5 separate regions of the Mus musculus genome follow, and all the other regions are linked to region 1. A link is a contact called in public HiChIP or PLAC-seq and promoter capture Hi-C data. All regions are on one chromosome and are shown on one strand. The core of a region is the stretch at or near the end of the contact, and the rest is flanking DNA. Distances in the headings are between cores, read along the strand shown. Region 1 holds the start of Mdga1 (MAM domain containing glycosylphosphatidylinositol anchor 1). Region 2 holds the start of Abcg1 (ATP binding cassette subfamily G member 1). Region 3 holds the start of Slc37a1 (solute carrier family 37 (glycerol-3-phosphate transporter), member 1). Region 4 holds the start of Glp1r (glucagon-like peptide 1 receptor). Region 5 holds the start of Mapk14 (mitogen-activated protein kinase 14).

Region 1 (2,802 bases), core at 93-2,592:
AGACCTTACCCCGGCATCCCCAGCCTCACACCAATAGCCTAGGACCGCTTCTTGGGCTCGGGAGCAGCCTGCTCGGTCTCCCGGCGCCCAGGCGAGGGCGGAGACGCGGCCATCAGTGCATCCACCAAGCCCCGGCAGCGCGCACTTTGAGCAAGATCTTGTAAAGTTTCCGGGCGGCTCCGCCAGGGTAGAGCGGGACGCTGGCTCTTACCATAGACTCCTTGTCCCCGACAGTGGAAGGGGATAAGCGCCAGAAGTAGAAGACAGGTCACCTCCATCTTCACGGCCAGTGCTTCATCCCCGCGAGGCGGCGCAGCCTGAGAGGCGGCGGGGGGCGCATCCGCCGGGGCACCGCTTTGCCCTCTGCGTTCCCTCCTTTTCCCTGAGTCGCGACGGAGAGGGCGGCGACCGAGACTAGGAGTCTGAGCAAGCCGCGACTCGGCTCTGTCCTCTTCCCACAGGGCGGCTGCCCGGGTGGAGACGCAGGGGGCGCTGCCCCAGACCTTGAAGCCTCTGCGCACCGGGCGCAGCAGCCAGCTCCCTGGCCCAGAAAGCTCGGCCACCGAGCAGTCCTAGGTCCCCAGGGCTGTCCACCGAGGGTGCTGAACGCGGGGGGACCTCTCTGCTGCGGCGGCCGCGCTCCGATCCAACAGGCCACCGATGCCTGACAAACTTGTCTTTTCCCCGCCCAGGGGACGCCCCTCCGCGGAGCCAGGCCAGGAGGCCCGGACTCTGCTTTGGTTAATCCGCTGGCTCCAGTCCTGCAGTAGGTGTGGAGGGCTCCGCAGCCCGACCCAAGGGAGCCGGGCTGGGCGCCCTTCCCGGAGGCGAGGGCGCCGGGTCCCGGTCCTCTGGAGCGCTGGAGCAGCGAGGACTAGGTTCGGCAGCGGGGCGAGCGCTCCGGGTCCCCGAGTCCGCGAAGTTAGCCGAGCCGCCGCCGAGGAATCCGGGGGAGGCGATCGCGTCCCGGCGCCCCCGCGGGAATCCAGAGAACGGTTCCAAAGCAAGAGGGACCGCAGCCAGCAAGGGAAAGAGGAAAGTTTGAGTCCTTTGAAAATAATTCGCGCTCTTGCGGAGGCCCGGGCTCAGGAGCTGCTGGCCGCCTCCTCTCTCCCCGCTCCTCTCCCGCCGTCTGGCCGCCGCCGTGGCATTCCCGGGCTCCGCGATCTCGGGAGAGCGGGGCTGCGCCGCGCCCCAAGTTGGGCGTCCCCGCCCCCCTCCCGGCGGCCTGGGCCCGAGAGGGCCCCAGCGGGCGGGGCCGGGCGGGCTCCGGGGCACCGCGGCCACTCCGGCTCCGGGGCCGCGGGAGCGCTCCGCTCGCTCCCTAACTTGGGCTTCGCTGTGCTGCTTTCTGGTCCCTCCGAGCTTTTCATTCCGCGCTTCCTCCACCTCCCCATCACCACCACCCCGCCTCCCGCTCTCCCTCCTCCCTTCTTCCCTCCTCCCATCTCCGCGATCGGTCTCTCGCTCTCCCACCCTTTGTCGCTCGCTCGCTCTCCTGTTTGATTCCCCTCCAGTTAAAAAAAGGGGAGCCAATTAAAGGCAGCCCAGCTCGCCCGGCCCAGCCTCTGTCCAATTTCCTTGCTTCCCCCAGGACCAATTAGAGAAAACAAAACAGGGCTGGGGGAAGCAGTCTCTCTCTCTCTCTCTCTCTCTCTCTCTCTCTCTCTCTCTCTCTCTCTCTCTCTCTTTCCCCGCCCCCCCCATCTCTCTCTCCCTATCTCCGCCTCCCCCACCAGCCCCCTGGCAGAAAAATGTCAGAAAGCAGCAATGGATCCATCTATCCCGAGGACAGTAGCGGGAACGTGGGTTCGGCGCGGGCTCTGCAGCCGCGCACTCGCACACGCTCTCCGCCCTCCCTTGCACAGCCCAGGCTGGCAAAGCCCTGGCCGGGTGCAAACGCTCGCCGCACGCTCGCCGGGCAAGCACCGGCGGCTGGTTGCTGGGACGCAAGCCTGCAGGGCACTGGACACTTAATGAATGTTTTGCACTTTGGAGAAGGTGATACTGGAGCCTAGGATCGGAGGGAAAGGCCAAGGCGTCTGCTTCTCCTAGACCAGAGCTGGCGCGAGAGGCGGTTGCCTGCTGTCGCTCTGCAGGGATGTTGGCTCGGCTTGGGAATCCCGCCACCTCCACCACCACTACCCGCCCCTGGCAGAGCCCCAGCCCCTTTCCAAGCTGCCTCGGCCTCTCCCCGGGTCGGGCGCCGGGGACGCTGCCAGAGGCACTGAGGAGGAGGACGCGCTTGCAGCTTGCAGTGTCCTAGCTGAGGCCCACAGGTTGCCAACAGGTTTGCCAGCAAGACCCCAGTGCCAGAGCTCCACAGGGACACCCAGGGTCCCCTTCAGCCCGCTTCTCTCAAATCCTGCCTACCCGTGAGACCTCAGGCGTGGCCAAGTGCCCTAGGGGTGCTCGCGCTTCCTGCAGCCAAGCCGGGAAGCCTGTCTCCCCCCACTTCGAGACTCCGTCACCTTAACCCGGCCCTCCCCGAAGCTGTGACCAAGATGTAGTTCCTTCCAGACGCCCTTGGGGAGGGGCGTGGGCTGGGCAGAGAGGCGCACGACCTCCCTGGCGCCTCCGATAGCGTCCTCCCTCCAACCCGGTCCTGCTAATCTTACCTGCTCCACCTGTCGCCGTTATTTATCTCGGCGTGAGCGCAGGGATTGTACTAGAGCGGCCCGTGGGAGCGCGGACAGCACAGCCGCAGCAGCTAACAAGCTCGGAGGTTAGATCCTGTTCAGGATCTGCTGCAATGGTGGGTCCATGACCTCAGGCATCTGTCCAAACTCAAAGACCTGTTTC
Region 2 (2,700 bases), core at 192-2,691, 1.2 Mb after region 1:
TTGCTGCTTTACAGCATGGTTGGGCACCAGGGCAGACAGTAGCCCAGGCCCCAGAAACCTTTCTCACTCCCTGGGAGGTTTGTACTCTTTTTTTTTTTAATCTGAATTTTATTTTTATTTTTTTTCTATCCTTTTTTTTTCCATTTTTTATTAGGTATTTAGCTCATTTACATTTCCAATGCTATACCAAAAGTCCCCCATACCCACCCACCCCCACTCCCTTACCCACCCACTCCCCCTTTTTGGCCATGGTGTTCCCCTGTACTGGGGCATATAAAGTTTGCGTGTCCAATGGGCCTCTCTTTCCAGTGATGGCCGACTAGGCCATCTTTTGATACATATGCAGCTAGAGTCAAGAGCTCCGGGGTACTGGTTAGTTCATAATGTTGTTCCACCTATAGGGTTGCAGATCCCTTTAGCTCCTTGGGTACTTTCTCTAGCTCCTCCATTGGGAGCCCTGTGATCCATCCATTAGCTGACTGTGAGCATCCACTTCTGTGTTTGCTAGGCCCCAGCATAGTCTCACAAGGAGGTTTGTACTCATAACCTTCTAGAATGCCCTGGCTTTGTCAGCCTTCTTGATACCAGATAGGGCCATCGGTCCCTCCGGTATTAGAAGCCCACCCTCTTCCCTCCAAACTCAGCCACACCCACTTTTCTTTCTGTGATGCTAGGGAGAAGCTTAGCTGAGGTCAAGGATCTGAGGATGTGACAACCACTTGCCTGCCCCTTTCTAGGAGAGCAGAAAGTACCCCAGCACACCCAAGTGTTGGAGCGGGTGGCTCTACTGTGCTGGGGGTGACAGAGAATCATTTCAACAGAAGACTTAGTTTAGGATCTGAGGTTGGGATTAAAGATTTTCACCACGGTTACCACGCAACGTCCCATTTACAAATCACAGGGGTTTCAGTAGGGTACAAGAACGTGGCTGTGTAAGACACTGGAAACACCCCTGTGGCTTATTTGGGGATGGAGTGGTGCTGATGGAGACCTAGGAGCTATCTGTATGAACGCCCATGCTGCCTCAATTTAGGGTCACCGCACACTAGCGCTAAGGGAAAAGCCCTGGGGCTGTTTTCTACGTTTGTCCCTGGGGCTTCTACCTGGAAGGCATGCATAACAAAGGCAGAACAAAGGAGCCACCTGCCTTCTTCCCTATCCCATTGATCTCAAGCTACCTCGGGAGGTTTCCGAAACAAGGACCCCGTGGTTTGTAGGGCGCCCCCACTGGTTCGTCTAGGGTTGAGCTGGCCCAGCTCCTGCAGGGTCCCTGAAGTGGGCTTCCCAGGCCCAGGCGGTTGGGAGAGGCCTAGCAGACAGCTTCGGGTCCAGAGCATCCTCCAGCCGCTCCGCAACAGGAGCAAAACAAGAGCACGCGCACCTGTCGGCGCCCCGCCCCCTCCGCCCGGCCCAATCGTGGGCAGGGGCGGGGCCGGGGCGCAGTCGGAACCCGCGCAGAGCGCCGCGGAGGAGCAGGAGCAAGCGCAGCCTCGTTCCTGCAACCTCGTCCCCGCCGCCCGCAGACTTGTCTCCACTGCCGCTGCCGCCGCCGCCCCCGGGGCATGGCCTGTCTGATGGCCGCTTTCTCGGTCGGCACCGCCATGGTGAGTCGCACATCCTTCGCACTCCGGGCTGGCTTTTATCTTCTAAGGAAACAGGAAGCTCAAAGCCAGGCTGGCTGGTCCTCACACCAGCCGCCTATGAGCGCATCCTCCGGGCGCTGACCTGGGGTGCTCTGGAGAGGTGCCCGGCGCTGCTCGACTCCGCCCTGGCCACCTGGAGCTTTGAGATGCTCCTGTACTGGCTTAGGGCATCCAGAAGGTGGAGTGGGGCGCGGGTAGCGAGCAACCCCACAAGTGGACAGGTAGATGGCCTTGACTTGTCCGCCTCCTGGGTGAGGGGCTGGAGATGTGGAAGCGCACTGGGGAGGGACTGCAGGCTCAGCCCGAGGGAGGGGAGGGTCAGATCTCTCTGAGGAGCTCTGTGGAGCGGGCAGACGGCGGGGGACTTCTTGCGCCACCCTCTGGAGTCCTGGGCACAGTGGGGGGGGGGGGACACAAAAAGAGAAACTGCGCCCCACGAAACGGAGCCTGCTCTCCTGCGCTCCCCAGAGACAGCTACTCTTGGAGGAGGCAGCGAAGTCCCAGGGGAGACAGAGGAGGACGAGCTCAGATCCCTGCCAGGGTGAGGGTAGGGTGTGGGCATTTACACGCCCCCATCCCCCCAGATACCAGTGTTAGGACAAAACCTGGGTGCTACAGAATTGCTAGACAAGTATTGTTTCTCAGAGGTGGGCAAGCGTCTCCTCTTCCACGGTCACTCAATGCTCCAGGAGAAAGCTAACATACAACAACAAAAACCAGCCCACCATCTGTCTGGTCTCACCCTTGGCCCTACCGGCTCTGTCTAACAAGCGGACATTGCGGTTAATAACCTCTTAAGCTGACTTCAGACTGTGGTGGAGTATAAACAGCAAGCCCTCCGTTTTCCCACCCGAATCGTGCCTTTCTTTCTGTTACTAGCCTGCCTGTTCCTTCCCAATACGCTAGAAGCCCACATCTCACAGTCCCTCCCCTTTATTTCATTTTTAGCATCCTGTATTTGAAGTCAGCAAGGCTCCCCAGGATTTGACCGACAGTTACCTCTTGCCTTGCGCTCTAGAGGAAAAAAAAAAAAAGCACTCGGCTTTGTGCGCATGCT
Region 3 (2,794 bases), core at 35-2,534, 1.4 Mb after region 1:
AAGGGACTCTTGAGCAAGCTTGGTGATGGCAGGCCTGAGAACTAGTGACATGGGGAGGAGGCGCCTAGAGTAGATGTAAGCGTCCACTTGAGTTGCTGCCTACAAGGAATGGAGAGTTAGGGAGGAAAAAAAGGGGGGTGGGGTGGGAAACATCTAGCCAAAGGAACAGGGTAGAGTGGCCAGAGTTCCCCGGCCACTTCTATATGAGATGTGGGTGCAGGTGGCTCAAACAGGAAGTCAACTTTGCTTGTAGGGTACAGAACACTTCTCAAAAGCCTGTAGATAGAAGTATGGCTGGGCCTTCCCCAATTCAGCAGACTGCGTTCGCGCTTGTGGCGCGGGTGGGCTGTGGGGAGGAGAGTGAAGCTGTGGGCCGCCTGTACACCAACCAGTCTGAAGAGGGCGCTAGTTACCCCCGCCAAACACTCCTCACCCTCGCCCTGGCTCTCTCTGTTCATGCATCGGGTTGGTTTTGGTTTAGGCACGGTTTTACCCAGTGGGTGTTCCTAGGAAGTTGTTTTCCTGCCTGGTTTTGCTGTTCCAGGCAGGTGCTGATCTGCGGCAGGGGGCTGAGCGGCAGGACTGGCTTTGGATGCCAGGCCAGGCCGACACGTGGAGGCGTGAGGCAGATGCCCTTTAGAAAAGTAATCAGGCCCTTCCCGGACTTTCCAGGATCAATTCTTGGCAGGAGGTGTGGGGTTTGAAAGATAATTATCCGGAATTGACCAGGAAGCTGTGTGCCAGGGCACTTCTCATGACCGGGGTGGCTGGCCTTCAGGACTTAACCATGCAAGCCATTTATCACACTGACACAGGTGCGGTACCAGGCGTGTGCCAGCTCCATTTGTAGCATACCGGATGCTCTTGACTCTTGACACTTGATGTGGTAGGCCGAGAGAGGCCATCCTCAGTCCAGGACTCCGAGGGAGCAAATCTTTACCTCGGAACTTGTCTATGTCGCTGGCATTAGTAAGGTCCGCCTCGGGGACAAAAGCCTGGTGGTGGTGAGGTCCCCTAGGAGCTAGCGTTTGGCTGCTGGGCACCATGCCAGTAAGAGCCCGGCGTCCTGCGGGGCCTAGGAGAGCATGACAGGCAGGTGTGGGGACCCAGGAACAGCTAGAGGATGCTCCAGCTGAGCATCTCCGGGCTGTGTGCGATCTGAGCATCCCTTGGGCGCGCGCGGGGCCGGGGTCAGGGGGCGCGCGGGAGAGGGAGGAGCCGCACAGGGTCGGCGTTCACAGGGCCGGGAAAGTGAAAGGGCGGCCGCTCCAGGAAGTCGACGGCAGGAAGCACGCGACGCGGGCTGCGGAGCGCAGGTAGGCGCGGGGACAACGGAGGACCCTCCCCAGCGGCGCTCACCTGCCAGCCGCCACGCACCTGCCGTGGGCCCCGCTTCGGCCTCTCCGCCGTTTGTCTCCCTCTGCTGTGTGGCTGGAGAGCCGGGGACAAACCAAGCGCTTTTCCTAGAGTGGGACGTCTTTGAAGTAAGGGCTCCTAGAGTGGCCTTGAGAGACAGTGCGGGGGCGATCCGGTGCTGGTGACGTTGAATTCCCGGGGAAAGTGGAAGCAAAAGGTTCCCTGAGACCCGGGGGCTGGGGTCGCCTAGCTGTGATGCTGGGTCCCCTCCCGGCCCCAGGCCGCGAGTGACAGCTGTGAGAAGACGCCTGCCGGAGACCCAGCGCTTTGTCTGCTGCCGCTCGTAGGGGACGTGGGCGTGCCTGTAGCCTTCACCACCCGGCCAAGCGGCTGTAGGACCTGGGAGGAGGAGCCGGCTCGCAAAGCCCTTGGGAAAGCTCTCAGCCAGCACCCTGGGCTCCGGTTGTTTGTTTGCTAAAAGAACTGCTTCCCGGAGCCCGGGCTCTGTGGCCAACGCAGTGACAGCCACCGTCTGGGCGGTAATAAAGGGTTTAAACCACCGGAAAAGTCCCCCAGCTCCGCGCACTTAGGGTCCACCCAAGGATCTTGGTGGCCCGCAGGTAAAGATTTGCATTTGAACGGAAGACCCTCCCCTTGCTCTTGGTTTAAATTCTTAAGGTGCTTTTTCCTGGTCTTTAGAGCTCTCTGCACCTGCCTGCCTCCCTACCTGCCTTCTCGCCCTGGAACTTAAATTGCGTGAAGTTGGGCGAGTTGGTAAATATATTATTCGGCTTTACACAGAATTCCCTCTTTTGGGGGTCCTGTTTGCACCCTGAGTTCCTGGGAGTATTGTTACAGGTCTGGTTCGGTGGAGAACACCCGGGGTGCGTTGTTTGCTGTGAGTGGGCTAAGAGCTATGGTGGATAGAATTCTGACTCCTTGTATTTAAGCTCAGGACAAGTGAAAATAACAGTTTCTGTTTATCTCCCACGGCCAATGGAGCCTTTAAACGCTTAGAAAGGGCTCGATTAGAGGAGTTAGTGTTTGTCTTGGTTTAAAACAAAACTCTTGAAGCTTTTGGAGGGAGTTTGGTTCCCAGGTTTGCCCTTTTATAAAGTGCCATCATTTTGACAGGTTGCCTTAGGCTGCCTTGATGTTGCCTGTGTGCTAAAGACTGGAAAACCCCCCTTGGGGCATTGCTCTTGCTTTTGCTAACTCCCACCCACTCCTGAGTCTCCTTGAAGGGTTGATGGGTTCTGGGTAGCTCAGAGCCCGGTAGCTGGGAGGATCGTGGGTGTGTCTGTCCGTCCCTCAACTCTTGCTTGGCTGGGCTCTCTGTGTGCTCCTGAGCCTGGTCGGGTGCTGCCTCACCATGGAAAAACTCCTAATTGCTCTCCTTTCCCTGTCCAATGATCACACTGCCTTCCTGTCCTTTTCT
Region 4 (2,700 bases), core at 127-2,626, 1.0 Mb after region 1:
TGGAGACCTTGATGAGCAGAGAATGGCTACTCACTCCAACCTGGGCTGAAGTTCCAGCTTTGCTTTCCGTAAAAGCCCTAGTTAGATCATTTATTTGGATGGATGGTCCTGACAGCTAAACAGCCAAGCCTGTGTGGCACACAGGGGGAACCTGCTTGACCTCAGGCTGGGGCTAAAACAAGGGACTCAAAGGCAGAGCTCACCAGAAGGGAGCTTCTCTCTCTGAGTGGAGCGCGCTCCGCACCTCTCTTGGCTGTCTCCCTCCGCGGGATTGAGCACTGGATGTATAGACCCACTTCCTGCAGGACTTTGGGAAGTTCTGTAATCTCTAAGAGTTGCAGCTATGCATCCAATCTCTCTTCTCTTCCAGAATGGTCCAGACTAGCCCTAGGCAGGTCCAGGGCTGAGTAGAGCCACACCCAACTTCCTTATACTAGTTCATGGTGGGGGGGGGGTGCATCCTCTTGCCTTCCTCAAGAGGTTAGTGGTACACCTCGGCTTGCCTGTCCCACTTATTAACTCACAGAAGAGGTAGGAGTCTGGAGCTCTCCCGACCTGTACTGCAGCCAAGGGCAAAGGTGTGGTGTAGGAAGACAGACTGAAGTGCATAGGGTAAGCTAGTCAGGGCACACATTGTAGCAGGCCCAGGGACAGCAAGGGGTGGACAGGGAACATTTGGAAAGTTCTAGAAAAACAGAATCCAGCCTCAACCCTCTTCACCCTGCAATTTCTAAAGTTTTAGATAGAAAGGACCCTAAGGACTCTTCTGGGATCTCTTGTCCTGATCCCTACCACCTTGACTGCTGTGCAGGCCCAGAAGGCTGGGCTTGGGATGAGGAGAGGATTGGGGAAGTAGGTGGCACCCAACTAGTCCGATCTTTCTTCCCTAGTAACTAGCAGCTTGTGGGATACTTTCCAGAAGTCTGACCAACACTATGACCTTGTACCAATCCTACACCTTTCCTGGCCTCAGTTTCCTTTTGGAAGCACTGACTCGGTGGGGGCGTGGCTTTCCTTAGTTGAGGGGGAGCCAGGAGGAGATCGGGGTGCGGGGGTGGGAGGCGGGCTCCACTGGTCGCAGCGAGCTGGCCAGGCGCAGGCACCACAGGCGCTCAGAGCTAGAAGCTCCGCTCCTGCGGCTCTTAAACCTGAGTGGAGCCCGCGGGGAGCACAGCGCCGAACATCTCCTGGCCCGGGACGCTGGAGGCCGGTCTGGCCCCGGGCCTCCTGAAACCCAGGCGGAAGAGGACAGGGACCCCGCCCGATCCCTCCTGCGGACGGGCGGGGCGGCCCCACGCCAGCTCCTCCCCCCGCAGCCCGGCAGGGATCAGTCGCGGCGCGCGGTTCCGCAGGTGGCAGCTATGACCCAGTCCTGAGCGCCCAGCCATGGCCAGCACCCCAAGCCTCCTGCGCCTGGCGCTCCTGCTGCTCGGGGCGGTGGGCAGGGCCGGCCCCCGCCCTCAGGTGAGCCCTGGGAACCCCGGTGACAAATGGGAGGGGGACGCTGCGGTGTTCTGCGGGCACAAGAGCTAGCGGAGGGGCTCCTGGACTTGAGCAGAAACTCCGGGACCCCAGACAGGGGAAGTGCAAGGCTCAGGCGAGGAAGAGACAGAGGAGTTGAGGAGTCCAGGTGGGGATTGGACATGAGGTGACTACCCTCATCCTGAAGAGCTGCCTCACTTCTCGGCTCCAGCTGCTCTGTCAGGGCACCAGCTGCCCCAGGGTTGCCCTGCTCTGACTTCTGCGACCCGTCTTTGTCCCTTATTACTTTCCCAACTCCTTTTCCAAACCCACTGGCACTCTGCCTTCCCTCTGTACTCAGAACCCCTGCGGTGCCTTCCCCTGCACTCCTCCTGGGCTTCCTTGTGTATGGGGTACCCAGGAAGCTCTAGAGGACCGAAGGGGCCTGGTTGTAGAAATGCAGCTTCCTCCCATCACCTCATCACAGTCTTTGACTCATAGCCCCAGGGACCCTGCAGCCTGTTGTCCTTCCTGATGACCTCCCAGGTGGCACTGACTTGCCACCTCCACCCCAGCCTCTGCAGCAAACATGCAGCAGGTTCCCTGTTTCTTCTGGATCAGCCAGGCCCTCTCATACACTCGGCTAATACCCATCCTAGACCCCCTTGGATTAATAACCCACCAGAAAGAATACCGAGGGTCACCGGAACATCCAACCTCCTTGGTGTCGCCAAAGACTAGGTCGCAGCTGGACTCTTGTGGGCTCTTCTCTGACTCTCTCTGACCTGCCTGTGAATCCTGCCCCAGGCTCCTGCCCTGGCCATGATGGCCAGCTGCTTGTATGGAGGGCGGTTGTTCAAATGTGCCAGGATACCCTTGCATAGAAGAGGCCCAAGGCTGGGCAGTGTTCCTATAGAAGGGAGTACTTTACACATCATGTCTTGTGTCCACCTCCAGAGCTAAAGGGCTTAACCGTTGGGGAGTGGGCCTGCATCCGTTTGAGCTTGGTCTGACATAGGAGGGCACAGACCTCAGCCCTGGCTGAGAACCGAGTTGTGGACAGAGGTGCCTCCCCAGGAAGTGCACTGTCTCAGCTCCCAAACCCTTTCCCAGATTAATCCTCTCCCTGTTCTCCAGGGCCAACTGTCCCCAAGAGATACCTTCCCAGTCTCTGGCACTGCCTCTCTGTTCCCCTGCAGGCCATGGCTTTCCTGGTGACATTGGGATCTTTCCAGCCAC
Region 5 (2,787 bases), core at 47-2,546, 1.2 Mb before region 1:
GGAAGATTCCACTAGGTGGGAATGCAGGGTCGCATTGATCTTGTAGAGACTAGAACCAGGGCCTAAGAAAGCTCAACAGACTTACCTAAATGAGATGCGGTCAGAATGCTCGCCCTAGTAGTTCTCCATACTCTCAGAGGCATGAATTAAGTCTTTAATACCCACCCCCCAATTTTCTTTTAAATTTCTAAACTTTGGATGGCTCTAAAGGGCAAGAGTCGGTCTCAAACCCGAGTGATGGTTTTTGGGGTGTTGCACATACGGTCTCATCACTACACAGCAGAGGCTTGGTCTCCTGGTTTTTCCAAATGCTAGAATTACAGGATTTGTAAATACAAATAAACAAATAAATAAATAAACAAATAAATAAATAAGAAGGGTCCCCTGGTCTTTCCAAATGCTGGAATTACAGGTTGTGTATAAATAAATAAATAAGAGAAAGGTCTCTTGGTCTTTTCAAATGCTGGAATTACAGGTTCTGTACATATAAATAAATAGTATGAAAGGGTCTCCTGGTCTTTCTAAATGCTGGAATTACAGGCTGTGTAAATAGATATATATGTATGCATGTATATGAAGGGTTTTCTGGTCTTTCCAAATGCCGGAATTGCAGGTGGTGTAAATATAAATAAATAAATGAGAAGACCTTCCTGAAATGGAATGACCTACTTGCAGTGTGTGTGTGTACCTTCCCCTTCCAGTAGTGGGTATTGAACCCAGGGCCTTGCAAATGCTGGTCCCCAGCCTGGAAGTGGCCATTCATGATGTCTACCTCTGACCTCGTGCATTGGAACTCCCTGTGGGTCCCTGGAACCTCCTTCTGCCACTTCTGCCTGAAAACATGTAGGAGCGCCTGGAGGGAGAGCCTGGGCTTTGAGGCAAGACTAATATTTGCCTAGGGGGCAGGTTTCACCAGCATCCCGAGGTGAGCCACTTGTCCTTGAGCAGACCGGAATGCGACAGCTTTCTGGACAGGGCCTGTCTGTTCTTTCAAGTTGTTCTTGGAAATTGACGACTCTAGTGAGCAGGTTGCTCGGAGTTCAAAGATCATTTGGCTCTCTTCCCCGACGCTGTCACAGCGGCTTTCCGCCATGGCGCCAGGCATTCGCCCGTGCGACCACAGAGAGGCGCGCGCGCCCCGCGCTGCGGCCTCCACCCTTGGCGCCCCGGGGAGCCCAGTCCCCGAGAGTTCCTGCCTCGGCTCCCCAAGCCGCGTCCCTCTTCTCGCGAGATCTGCCGGCCCTGCGCGCTCTTCTCGCGACCCCCCGCCCCGTGGGCAGGTTCCATATTGGGTAAGATCTGGATTCAGAGCGGGGCCTCCTTGGAGCTGTTCTCGCGAGAGTTCCGCGAGAGGCTCCCGGCCGCTGCCTGTGGGATCGCCGCCACTGGAGCCCAAGCGGGGCGCTGAAGCGCGAGCGGGTGTCTTGCGGCGTCGGCGTGCGCTCCCTCCCCGGGGAGCGGCTGCAGGAGGACCGCGGCGGGAGCAGCCTCGAGCCGTGCAGCCGGCTCCGGCACCTTGCCGACGCTCGTAGGAGCCGCCGCGGCTGACAGGGGCGGCGGGTCGCAGCCTCCACACCTGCGCGGGTGGCGGGCGCGGGGTCCGGTCTGCCGCGGGCGGGCGCAGAGGAGAGCGTGCGGCTGCAGGCAGGAGCCCCCGCTCGGCCACCTCCTCGCCCCGCTGCTGCCGCTGGAAGATGTCGCAGGAGAGGCCCACGTTCTACCGGCAGGAGCTGAACAAGACCATCTGGGAGGTGCCCGAACGATACCAGAACCTGTCCCCGGTGGGCTCGGGCGCCTATGGCTCGGTGTGGTGAGTGTCGCCGGGCCTCGGGTTAGGGGTGGGGTGGGGGGACGCGGTGGAGCAAGCAGGGTGGCCCTGCATGCCTGAGGGCCAGGCCTGTCCCCACAGCTCAGCGATGCGCCCAGCGGCAGGAATTCTCCTCCGGGCGTGTCTGGGGGTGCAGGGGGCAGCTGGAGCGGGACGTGTCCTGCACCCCTCGCCCTGCATACGCAGGTCGGGGGCGAGCCGTGTGCGGGAGCGGGTCAGCTGCGGACGCGGTGGGATGCTTCTCTACCCTGCGCTCTCCCTGCTCCCAAGACTGGCCCTCCCGGGGGTCCTCTGCTGCAGCGCGGCCTCAGGACCCTGCCTCCGGGTACCGCCACTCGGGACGCGGGAGCCCTGCCCCGGGGAGCAGACGAGCTGGGCGGAGCTCCAGCGAGGAGCTGTAGGGCAAAGCCTGACCCGGGGACTGCGGTCACCTGAACGAAACTTGCAAGAGAAAGCGCTCCTTTCCCGGAATTTTTTTTTTTTTCCTTTTTTCTCCCCCTTTTCCCATTTTTGCAAGCCTCCATCGAAAAATCCTGTCTCAGGAAACGTTCCTTTGGGATTCGCACTTGAATTAGCAGCACCCCGAAGAGCTTAAAATACCGACTTTATCTCGGGGACCACGGTGCCAGCTTGCGTGGTGTGTTTCCGATTCGGTTGAAAGCGTATTTCCTTTTCGGGGAGGGAGGGTGGCAGCGCCTTGCAAGGACGCTCCAGCTCGCCGCTTAGTCACATACCACTGCTCATTTCAGTATTGTTTGACAAAACAGTTTTCCATACCGAGCAGAGGGGCGCCCCTCAAGATCAAGAAGGTAGGACTAGAGCTGGAGGTGTAGATAGCTTTTAATTGAAGTAATTCATGGGGGTGCTTTTCTTTTTTTTAAGTCCCTTAGAAGATTTGCGGAGTTTTATCAGCTTGTAAGTACCGAGGTACGTGGTGGTTTTCGGGAGATCCTGGAACA

Evidence for each region. Promoter capture Hi-C pulls out the DNA fragments that hold promoters and counts their contacts. HiChIP or PLAC-seq counts read pairs in DNA pulled down with a chosen protein or histone mark.
Region 2: a promoter capture Hi-C map of liver shows a contact between it and region 1, with 5 times the contacts expected there. The contact joins the promoter of Abcg1 here to the promoter of Mdga1 in region 1. A contact is called at or near these places in 2 of 39 promoter capture datasets (both in liver).
Region 3: a promoter capture Hi-C map of liver shows a contact between it and region 1, with 5 times the contacts expected there. The contact joins the promoter of Slc37a1 here to the promoter of Mdga1 in region 1. A contact is called at or near these places in 2 of 39 promoter capture datasets (both in liver) and 2 of 9 other capture datasets (adipose tissue and liver).
Region 4: a promoter capture Hi-C map of liver shows a contact between it and region 1, with 8 times the contacts expected there. The contact joins the promoter of Glp1r here to the promoter of Mdga1 in region 1. A contact is called at or near these places in 2 of 39 promoter capture datasets (both in liver), 4 of 115 datasets of contacts at active chromatin or transcription factors (embryonic forebrain, embryonic stem cells and stem cell-derived neural progenitor cells) and 1 of 9 other capture datasets (embryonic stem cells).
Region 5: an H3K4me3 HiChIP or PLAC-seq map of pro-B cells shows a contact between it and region 1, with 5 times the contacts expected there. The contact joins the promoter of Mapk14 here to the promoter of Mdga1 in region 1. A contact is called at or near these places in 1 of 39 promoter capture datasets (pre-B cells) and 2 of 115 datasets of contacts at active chromatin or transcription factors (pancreatic cancer cells and pro-B cells).

The regions. Positions count from the first base shown.
Region 1 is chr17:29,887,236-29,890,037 of GRCm38.p6, forward strand. It overlaps Mdga1 (MAM domain containing glycosylphosphatidylinositol anchor 1), which reads right to left and starts at 1,343. Exons shown (of 17, transcript NM_001368423.1): 1 at 212-1,343. The coding sequence starts at 278. It overlaps Gm41559 (a long non-coding RNA gene), which reads left to right and starts at 2,666. Exons shown (of 3, transcript XR_003952341.1): 1 at 2,666-2,755.
Region 2 is chr17:31,056,253-31,058,952 of GRCm38.p6, forward strand. It overlaps Abcg1 (ATP binding cassette subfamily G member 1), which reads left to right and starts at 1,442. Exons shown (of 15, transcript NM_009593.2): 1 at 1,442-1,604. The coding sequence starts at 1,563.
Region 3 is chr17:31,294,940-31,297,733 of GRCm38.p6, forward strand. Slc37a1 (solute carrier family 37 (glycerol-3-phosphate transporter), member 1) reads left to right here and starts at 1,285. Exons shown (of 20, transcript NM_001242427.1): 1 at 1,285-1,976.
Region 4 is chr17:30,900,491-30,903,190 of GRCm38.p6, forward strand. It overlaps Glp1r (glucagon-like peptide 1 receptor), which reads left to right and starts at 1,377. Exons shown (of 13, transcript NM_021332.2): 1 at 1,377-1,464. The coding sequence starts at 1,387.
Region 5 is chr17:28,690,046-28,692,832 of GRCm38.p6, forward strand. Mapk14 (mitogen-activated protein kinase 14) reads left to right here and starts at 1,297. Exons shown (of 12, transcript NM_011951.3): 1 at 1,297-1,810. The coding sequence starts at 1,695. It also overlaps a transcript of Slc26a8 not described here.